Regions from separate parts of the Mus musculus genome. Here region 2 is linked to region 1. Evidence: chromatin contacts called from public promoter capture Hi-C data. All regions are on one chromosome and are shown on one strand. The core of a region is the stretch at or near the end of the contact, and the rest is flanking DNA. Distances in the headings are between cores, read along the strand shown.

Evidence for each region. Promoter capture Hi-C pulls out the DNA fragments that hold promoters and counts their contacts.
Region 2: a contact with region 1 is called in a promoter capture Hi-C map of pre-B cells, with 2.7 times the contacts expected there. The contact joins the promoter of Lims1 here to the promoter of Gcc2 in region 1. A contact is called at or near these places in 5 of 39 promoter capture datasets (the 3T3-L1 cell line, the C10 cell line, pre-B cells and 1 more), 1 of 15 datasets of contacts at CTCF or cohesin (the NIH/3T3 cell line), 3 of 484 Hi-C or Micro-C datasets (common lymphoid progenitors, embryonic stem cells and erythroblasts) and 3 of 9 other capture datasets (adipose tissue, liver and pancreatic islet).

Annotation. Positions count from the first base shown.
Region 1 is chr10:58,253,293-58,257,788 of GRCm38.p6, forward strand. Gcc2 (GRIP and coiled-coil domain containing 2) reads left to right here and starts at 2,234. Exons shown (of 23, transcript NM_027375.2): 1 at 2,234-2,279; 2 at 2,537-2,590; 3 at 3,528-3,612. The coding sequence starts at 2,274.
Region 2 is chr10:58,391,735-58,396,230 of GRCm38.p6, forward strand. Lims1 (LIM and senescent cell antigen-like domains 1) reads left to right here and starts at 2,639. Exons shown (of 11, transcript NM_001193303.1): 1 at 2,639-2,866. The coding sequence starts at 2,685.

The DNA of each region.
Region 1 (4,496 bases), core at 984-3,483:
CAATTTTCTCTGAGCCTGAGGTGTGGGAGTATTTTGTAGCCAGATCCCTTGGGACTGAGCTCCATACTCTGAATACTGATAGACTGTGGGTTTCTTAGTGGCTCCACCTGTTGCAAAGAAAAGTTTCCTTGATGAGGGGTAAAGACTATACTCATCTGAGGGTACAAGTATTTATATTGCTGGGGGTTATGCTGGCTTAGTAAATTAATGGTTGTAGACTCTCCTCCAACAACCACAACTTAAGTAGCACTGAGTAGTTAGGTTGGTTTCCATGAGGCATGGCTTCCCTCTTGTTGAGCAGGTCTTAAGTCAAATTAGTCCAATGAAGTCCAAGGCATACTTGTCATACTGAACTCTGATTACCAGGCTGTGCTGGTGGATGTGGTTCAAAGGTGGCATAGCCGGAAAGGACTGTTGTTCCCTTCTCTGGAAGCTTACATGGTGCCTTCAGGTACCAAGAAACCTAGTCCTCAGGGAGCTTATATTCAAATCGGTGCTAGCTCAGGGTACTGAAGCTGTTCTTATTTCAAGGGGTAAACAATTGTACTCTCTTTTGGGAATAGTTTACTCTTCAGCTCTTTTCAAGAACCTAATGCTTTTTACCTTGGGCTATTTTGCTGTTCTCCTTTCTCTGAATACAAAGTTAGGAGACCAGCATGATACAAATCATGATGTTTCAGTCAGAGGGCAATTTAAGATTTAAAAAAAAAATGTATCTACAGGAAAATCCCACCTCTAGACCCAGCTTCTCACTGAATTTAAATAGTGCAAGAAACCTGACGAACAGAAGGAATTTGGTCCACCACTGTAAAACTGAAAAAAATAACTGTTCCTGAAGGATCAGAGAAATAAGAGAGAAGGCACACAGCCGCTTGCTGGGCTGTGTATTGGGACTGAGGACTGACAGGGGGTAATGATTTTCTCCCCTCACGGTATTACCAGGGAATTTGATGTCTTTATATTTTGTAAAGGTCATGCCATATGACTTCCAGAAGCCATGATCAAAACCAACAAAAACACCTGGCTTTTCCCATACGGAACTTGGAAAACGCTCTGGCTCTACTTGGGGGTGAGGGCCCAACTGCTTGAAGGCCTATACCTGCAATTAGTGTATGTCTACACCTGGAAGTAGACAACCTGAAAAACCTGCTGAAAAACACCCTCTCACCTATGAAAATACAACATGTTAATTAATATTCGCCACCAGCGGCCACTTGCTCTGTCCTCTAGTTTATGTTTAGGCCAGGCTTAACTATAGAAAAATATCAGGCATTATTTTAGGGTCTAGGTCAGTCTAAACGTGTTCTATTAGACAATAACAACGAAAATCTATATTGTAGTATCTTCCTTCTCTAGAGTCCTCTGGGGTTTGGATTGGTTTTATCTTCCTTATCTTGCCTTCATCCCCTTGTGAGCAACTACAAGGAAAAAGAAGGCCTGCAGGACTCTTGACAGAACCTGGAATCTCTTTACCCTGTCTTCTCTCATTCGTAACCACAAGGGAGGGCCCTCATCAGACTAGTCACGTGTACCTTCCCACACTGTGACCTCGATGGGTTCTTTGAAGTGAATGCTGGAATTCAGTCTGAGTTATCCTTTTTTATGCAACCAGGGTTACCAGTCTGTGGAATGCTGCCACCCACAGTTACTGGGGGTCTCCATAGCTCAAGTAATCTAATCTAGATAAATTTCACATACATGTCTAGAGGCTCTCTCCTAGATGATTCTAGATCCTTTCAAGTTGACAATATAAACAACACGAGAAGCACCTCAGCCGGCAAATTAATATTTAGCAATACAGAGACAGCATGCCAGCATTTTGAAACTCCTGAGAAAGTAACGGATTCAGTAATTTATTCCTTATTACTACTCACAGAGGAACCTATTTTGAACATGACAGAATTAAAGTCACCTATAAAACTATTTGTTTCACATATGCCTGCTAGTCGGGATAGTTATATTTGTAAAGCACATCTTTAAAAATTAGAAAACGAAGTGATCAAAGGAACGTGTGCTCAAACCTGTCACCTGGCACAGGGTAGTAGTGCAGGGCGACTCAGCGCGTTCCGGCACCGGCCAGGGGACCTGCGCAAAGACGACTTCCTCCCGGACACCAAGGAGGAAGCGGAAGTGCCAGCTCTGCGTAGCCTTGGAGACGCGGGGAGGCGTAGTCGCCTCGTAACGAGACCTTTGACCCGCGCTCGGCAGCCTCGGAGGCGGAGCAGCCGAGACTCCTGAAGAGGCGGTGGAGGCAGCCGCGGGTCGCAGCCGCGATGGAGGTAACGGTGGGCGTCGCGCCGCCCCGCTGGCCCGCTGTGCCGCTCGAGGGGTGGGAGGGCATGGGAGCACCCTGTCCCCGCCCTCGCGCCCAGACCCCCGCCGCGGCGCTTGGCATTGAACCTGGTGCTGGCTCCGGCCGTGGCGACGGCCCAGCTCCGGTCCCTACCGCCTAAAGGGGTCCTCCTCTGCACAGATTTGTTTGGCCGCGCCTTGTACCTGGAATTGGGATGAGCTCTTTTTATGGTTTGTTTTACAGGATTCTGCTCCAGATGCCGTAGCTGCAGCACCCTCCGGGACCCCGAAATCCAAGGTGAGGAGAGCACTCAGCCGCCTGGTTCCCTGTAGCGCATAAGGTTAATGAATCGGAAAACTTTGGCATGGGGAGAATTATTTAAAAAAAAAAAAAAAAAAAAAAAAGAACTAACCTTTCCTCAGGGAGTTTCATTTTAATTTACTTACAGATTTCCTGTTCTTTTTTAAATTTCCTGATGTGCGAGCAGTTTGTTTACTTCCTGCTCCTTGTTAGCACGATGCTGTATTTCAAACATTTAGCTAGTCTGTTTAATGAAAGTTTACACAGTGACACGAAGCCGAGGGGATTAGATAAGAGGCAGGAAGAAGCAAGGAACTATATCCTGTTGGCTCCAGCTCCAGAGTTGAGGGTGGAATAAGGTTGTTCTTACAGCACTGTGCAATGTTTTATGCTAAGTGATTCAGAAAGGTAGGGGCACAATTTATTACCAAAATGTAGTGTTTGAAGACTGATTTCTAGGCATTTGCTGAAGTAACAGATTCTTTCAGGTAAGCTTCCTGAAATACGTATCTTCCCTATTCTCATTCTGCAGATGAGGAAACGTTGTGCACAAAGATTAAGTAATTTTCAGTTAGTAAACCCTAATATTTTAGTTGAAGTCTAAATGTGACCCGATTCACCTGTGAATGTAGTTATGTTGTTAGCTTCCAACAGAATGAGTTCTACAGCTCGAGAAATCTTGAGTTCCAAGCCCTTCTTGTACAGCTAGAGAACTCAGTGTTCTCTGTAAGAGTTTTGTGCTGGGGTTTTGGTTTGATTTTCCATTCACCTAATTACTTTTAGTTATTGAAGTTACGTTTCTCAATTTAAAAAATGTGACTGGCTCAACTGTTTAGAGTGTCTCTCTTTGGTTTTCGGCAGACACTGTGTTTCTTTTGGTGGCCGTACTAAAAGCATGGGTTTTAAAACTCAATAATACGACTCCATCTTTCAGCTAGAAACGTTGCCCAGAGAAGATCTCATCAAGTTTGCCAAGAAGCAAATGATGCTCCTGCAGAAAGCCAAAGCAAGGTGTACAGGTACTGGGTTTAAATCAGAGCTTTTCAGTAGACCACCATGCCTAGCCCTGCAGTTGCCTTTGAATAAGTAAAGGAACAAATGAATTTTTAATTCAGTGTGTGTGTGCGCGCGTGTTTTGCCTATATGTATGTCTTTGTTAGAGTTTTGGATTCCCTGGAACTGTAGTTACAGTTGTGAGCCACCATGTGGGTTCTGGAAATTGAAGCCAGGTCCTCTGGAAGAGCAGCCAGTGTTCTTAACCACTGAGCCACCTCTCCACCCCAAGAGGAATATCTTTTTTTTTGAGGGGGGTGGGGGTGGGGGTTCGAGACAGGGTTTCTCTGTGTATCCCTGGCTGTCCTGGAACTCACTCTGTAAACCAGGCTGGCCTCGAACTCAGAAATCCGCCTGCCTCTGCCTCCCAAGTGCTGGAATTTAAAGGCGTGCACCACCACCATCCGGCTGGAATATCTTTTTAATAGTAAAATGAAACCCTTTTTTACTTCGTATGAGTTGTAAATTTTTCTAAATTAAATATGTCTTTTAGAGAAATCAGCTGAAATGTAAAAGGCACAAGGTGTAATCCTCCAGACATTCTGGGAAGTTGGAAGTATAGGCACATGCTGGAGTTGGTCGATGCCCCATTTAAGAACTCTTGAATTCTCATTAACTTAAAATTTTAAACGCCAAGGGTTTGTTCTTCTTGTTGTTTTCCTAACCAGAACAGATAGAGTTTATTTTTAGAAATTGAAACAGTTTGTACTCAAGTAATTTATTTGGGGAGATGACCTAAGCTTTGGAACTAGACCTGTATTGATGAAATAGATTAATACACGTGTTTGATAGAAATTTAGTTATTGCTTTGAGATTATACAGCAAATATTTACAACAAAAATAATAGAAT
Region 2 (4,496 bases), core at 1,389-3,888, 140 kb after region 1:
TTGGTTGGTGGTTTAGCCCCTGGGAGCTCTGGATGGTCCAGATAGTTGATATTGTTCTTCCTATAGGGTTGCAATTCCCTTCAGCTCCTTCAGTCCTTCCCCTAGCTCTTCCATTGGGGTCCCCGGGCTCAGTCACATGGTTAGCTGTGAGTATCTGTATCTGTATTGGTCAGGTGCTGGTAGAAACTCTCAGGTAATAGCCATACCAGGCTCCTCTCAGCAAGCATTCTTGATATCAGTAATAGTGGTGGAGTTTGGTGTCTGCAGATGGGATGGATCCCTAGGTGGGGCAGTCTCCGGATGGCCTTTCCTTCAACCCCTGTTCCATTTTTTGTCCCTGTCTTTCCTTTGGAAAGAAATATTTCTGGGTTAACAATTTTGAGATGGGTGGGTGGCCCCATCCCTCAACTGGGGGCCGTGCCTATCTACTGGAGTTGGTCTCCACAGGTTCTATCTTCCCTTTGTTTCTTATTTTGGCTAAAGTCATCCCTCTAGGGTCCTGGGAGTCTCTCATTTCTCTGGCAGCTGGGACTTTCTAGTGGCTACCCACAGTTCCCCACCCCCCACTGCTACATATTTCTATTTGATTTCCTGACCCTCTGTACTTCTCCCCTGCCCCTTCAAATACCTGGCCCTGCCCTACTTTTCCTCTCCCCTCCCAGGTCCCTCTCTCTACCTTCTGTGATTATTTTGTTCCCCCTTCTATATAGGATTGAAGTAACCACACTTTGGTCTTCCTTCTTCTTAAGCTCCATATGGTTTGTGGGTTGTATCGTGGGTATTCTGAGCATTTGAGCTAACATGGTATGTACTCACTGATAAGTGGATATTAGACAGAATCTTACTGTATAATTCAGGCTGGCCTTTATCGTTGTGGAGCCCGTGGTGGGTTTAAATTCTAAATTCGTCTGCCTCAGCCTCTCAAGTGCTTGTATTATTGGCATGCACCCCCACTCCTAGCAGCTCTTTCAAAGTTAAAGTATGATTGGAATATAGCTCAACAGATTCACTCTCAGCATCTCTTAAGTGAAGGATAAATCTACATTTACACAGAAGCCTCTAAACAACTTTCATTGGCAATAGCCTAAAACTATGAAGTACTTAAATCTTCAGTGAGTGAATGGTTTAACTACATATATATTAATACTGCTGAATATTATGCAGCAACATAAGATCAAACTACATATACGTATCTAGCAACCTGGACAGATCTCAGTGACTGTGACTAAACAAAACCAACCTTCGGCCAGCACATATAGTAGGGTTCCACAAATGACACGTTATACAGGTGAAAAACAGATTAGTTAAGGAGTACAGTAAGGAGATTTCTATGGGCAGAGATCATGTCCTGCTTGATTGGTGGCCACAGTAGCTACACACTCAGTGGCAGTAGAACAGCTATGCCACTGCCAGGCTCCCAACTTCGCTGCTCTATTTCCCCTTCTTCAGAGAGGAAACTGAAGGAGTGGCTTATGCTCCGTCAGCACGAGGCTGAAGAATTGTCTGGTTCTGTCCTTCCTGTTTTACTTTGTCCTAATGAAAAGAAACCAAAACCAAGAGAGTATAGATGAATGGAAAGGGTGATATTTGCACAGGGAAGCTGTCTCTAGGGCTTTCCCTCTTCTGGCATCCACCAGTCTGGGGTCCAAGCAGGTCCAGGGCTGCAGTCTTGGAATTCCTCATCATTTTGATATCTCTGGATTCAAAGTAGGGAGGTGTGATCTCAGTTCCTGCTTCTGGTCCCATTTTGTACCTGCCATATACTGGTTTTGAGTTCCTGTTTTATTTCCCAGTGATTCTGTTCAGCCATTTTCTCTCATAGAAGTTACAGCATAGCCCTGTCACTTATTATTCAGCCTCTTTGTGGCCTTGGTTTTCTTACTTGTGAATAGCACCTGTTTCATAGAGGATATGGTGATATGATAGGAGACACTATTCACGGTTACTCAGGTCTCAACTGTTGCTTGTCTCTCAAAGGGCATATGGCTCTTCTGTTATCACTATGACCTGCAGTGCTTAGCGCCGTGCCTGCTCACAGTTCTTTGAGGTGCTTGCTTTGGGTAGGATGGCTTGTTGGACTAGAGAATGGAACCACAGAAGAACCCTGCACCCTGTGTTGCCTCATGCTTCTCTGTTGCTATTATCATCATGACAAACACAATTACAAGACAGTAGTAGTTTAAGCTAAATATAGCAGGAATACCATGAAGAATCCGTGACTCTCCTGTTACAGGATTAGCTGGGATTAAATTGAAGAATTACAGTTAAACTCTAGTCTGGTTTACACTGCTCCATTCATTGAAGCCTTTACTATGCTGTTACTTTTATCAAGAACAAAGATAATAAATGGCTACATAGAGCTTCCCTTCAGGGGCTCACAGGTCCTTTCTGAAGCTTATCAAGCTTTTCAAAAATTTCTGTGTATACCCAAATGGAGACTCACTCAGACACAAATTGTCACTAACACGTGAAATGGTTTTGGGAGCTTCTAGAAGTCATAATAGATCCAGACTGCTGTGCTGCAGAGCTCTTAACATGAAAAGTCAGGAGTGACCCTGGCAGCTGGGTGACGCATGTGGGAACAGTGGGAGTGACCCTGGCTGGGAAACAGGAGGCCTGGATATTGTTTCTCTTCTCTGTATCCTGCTCGGCATCACAGGACTCTGAACTCTCAAGCTTGTACAATGGCCTTCCCAGGACGGGCACGCCCGTGCACTATCCCAGAGAATGAAGAAATCCCCCAAACAGCCCTTAACAGCGTCCTTGAAGCTAATGGGAATGAAGACGAGAGGGCTGTGTCAAACCTGCAGCGCAGGCACAGTGACGTAAAGGTCTACAAGGAATTCTGTGATTTTTATGCGAAATTGTGAGTCTCTTCCCTCCTAAAATACAGGCTTTCAAGTCTCCAGATCTTCAGTTCTGCATTTCCTAGCCATTTAAGCCAGCTAGTGTGTTTTAATTTAGCAGGGCTTTTCCAGGGTGTACGGAGGGCTGGGGGTGGTTCTCAGATTGCCTTGTCTTATAAACTTCCACCAGAGGACATACTAGATGTCAAGGAAAATGCCACCTTCCTGGGAAGAATAGACAGCGCTCATCTTTCTAATAATGGTACATTTTCACTGTGTTATCCATAAGAGAAGTTGGCACTTGTGTTGTCAGGATCTATAGCAGGAAAAATATACTCTGAGAGTTCCCAAATATGAAACTAAAAATTTAATCGATAAACACTTTGTTGGGGATTTATCCCATAATCAATATTTGAGGTGGTTAATAAACTCTCAAGATATTTGATAACAGAATTTTATATATTGTATTTTAAGAGTAGGAAATTTGTTTCACATGTGGAGATAAATGAGATGTAAAAATTGGAAGGTTTGATTGTGGTTTCCTATGTTAGCCGAGTTATGGAGGTGGGTGTGTAACATCAGTCCTGGTTGGCTTTTGTAGACATGTATTCTCTCCGCTCCCATGTTTTCTTTGTCATCAACACTTTTAGTGAAAAAACATTTTCTGGAAAATTAAGCAATTAGGTATAACCAATCTAATGACTTATCTCTTTAAAAATAGCTTCTTCATACATTGTTAAATACTGTCAAGTATAAAAAAAATGTGAACAATACAGGAGAGTCAGGCAAGAGAGAAGCTGAGTATGTAATCCCAACACTTGGGAGGTGTGGAGGGTCAGGAATTTGAGATCAGCCTTGGCTACATGAGACCCAGTCTCAAAGAAAGAAAAAAGAGCACCAACTGCCAGCCAACAAGGTGAGAGGGAGGGGAAGCCTGAGCTCAGTTGGGAGGCACGCGGTCGCTGTTTTCTGTCCCTGCTTTGGTCACTAAGGGGAGTTCATATATATGAATATGTGTGTAAAACATTCATCTACCTACGCACTTGGCCAAGTCTACTTGAGTTTTCAAACATAATTAAGTCTGGAATGTAGCTGTAGTGAATATAAACAGGTCAGTGCTAATAGCATTTTTATCAGCACCATTTTAAAAAAGATTGAAATCCAATACTTCTTGTATGAGAAATATGTATTTATTCGATTAAAAGTGACATATTACATGCTAGTAATACAGAGGAAAAAGTAAACTTTTGCACATTTTTCTTGATGCAGCTCCCTCCTTCCAATCTGCTTCTGCTCTTGGCACAGAGATATGGCTGAGAGGGTACTTCAGAACTTCCAGAGATTCAGTCACCCCAGACCTTGAGAATCATTGAGTTAAGTGGGAGTAAAGCAAGACATTCCAGAATGTTCTTCAGCTTTTCGGGGAGGTCCATTAAGTTTGCTGAGGAGTGATATCATTGGAGAGAATTTAGAATTATAATGGTGCTGTGTCTTTTAGTAGCACCTTCTGCTTTCCAGAGGGGATTATATTTTTTTATTATTTCATCCTCAAAACAGCTTCTGATAATTCCTGAGCGGATGTGGGCTAGCGTCTTTCTCCACTCAGCCACTCTTTCTGTAAGAAAAGAGGGTGCACAGATCCCTTCAGAG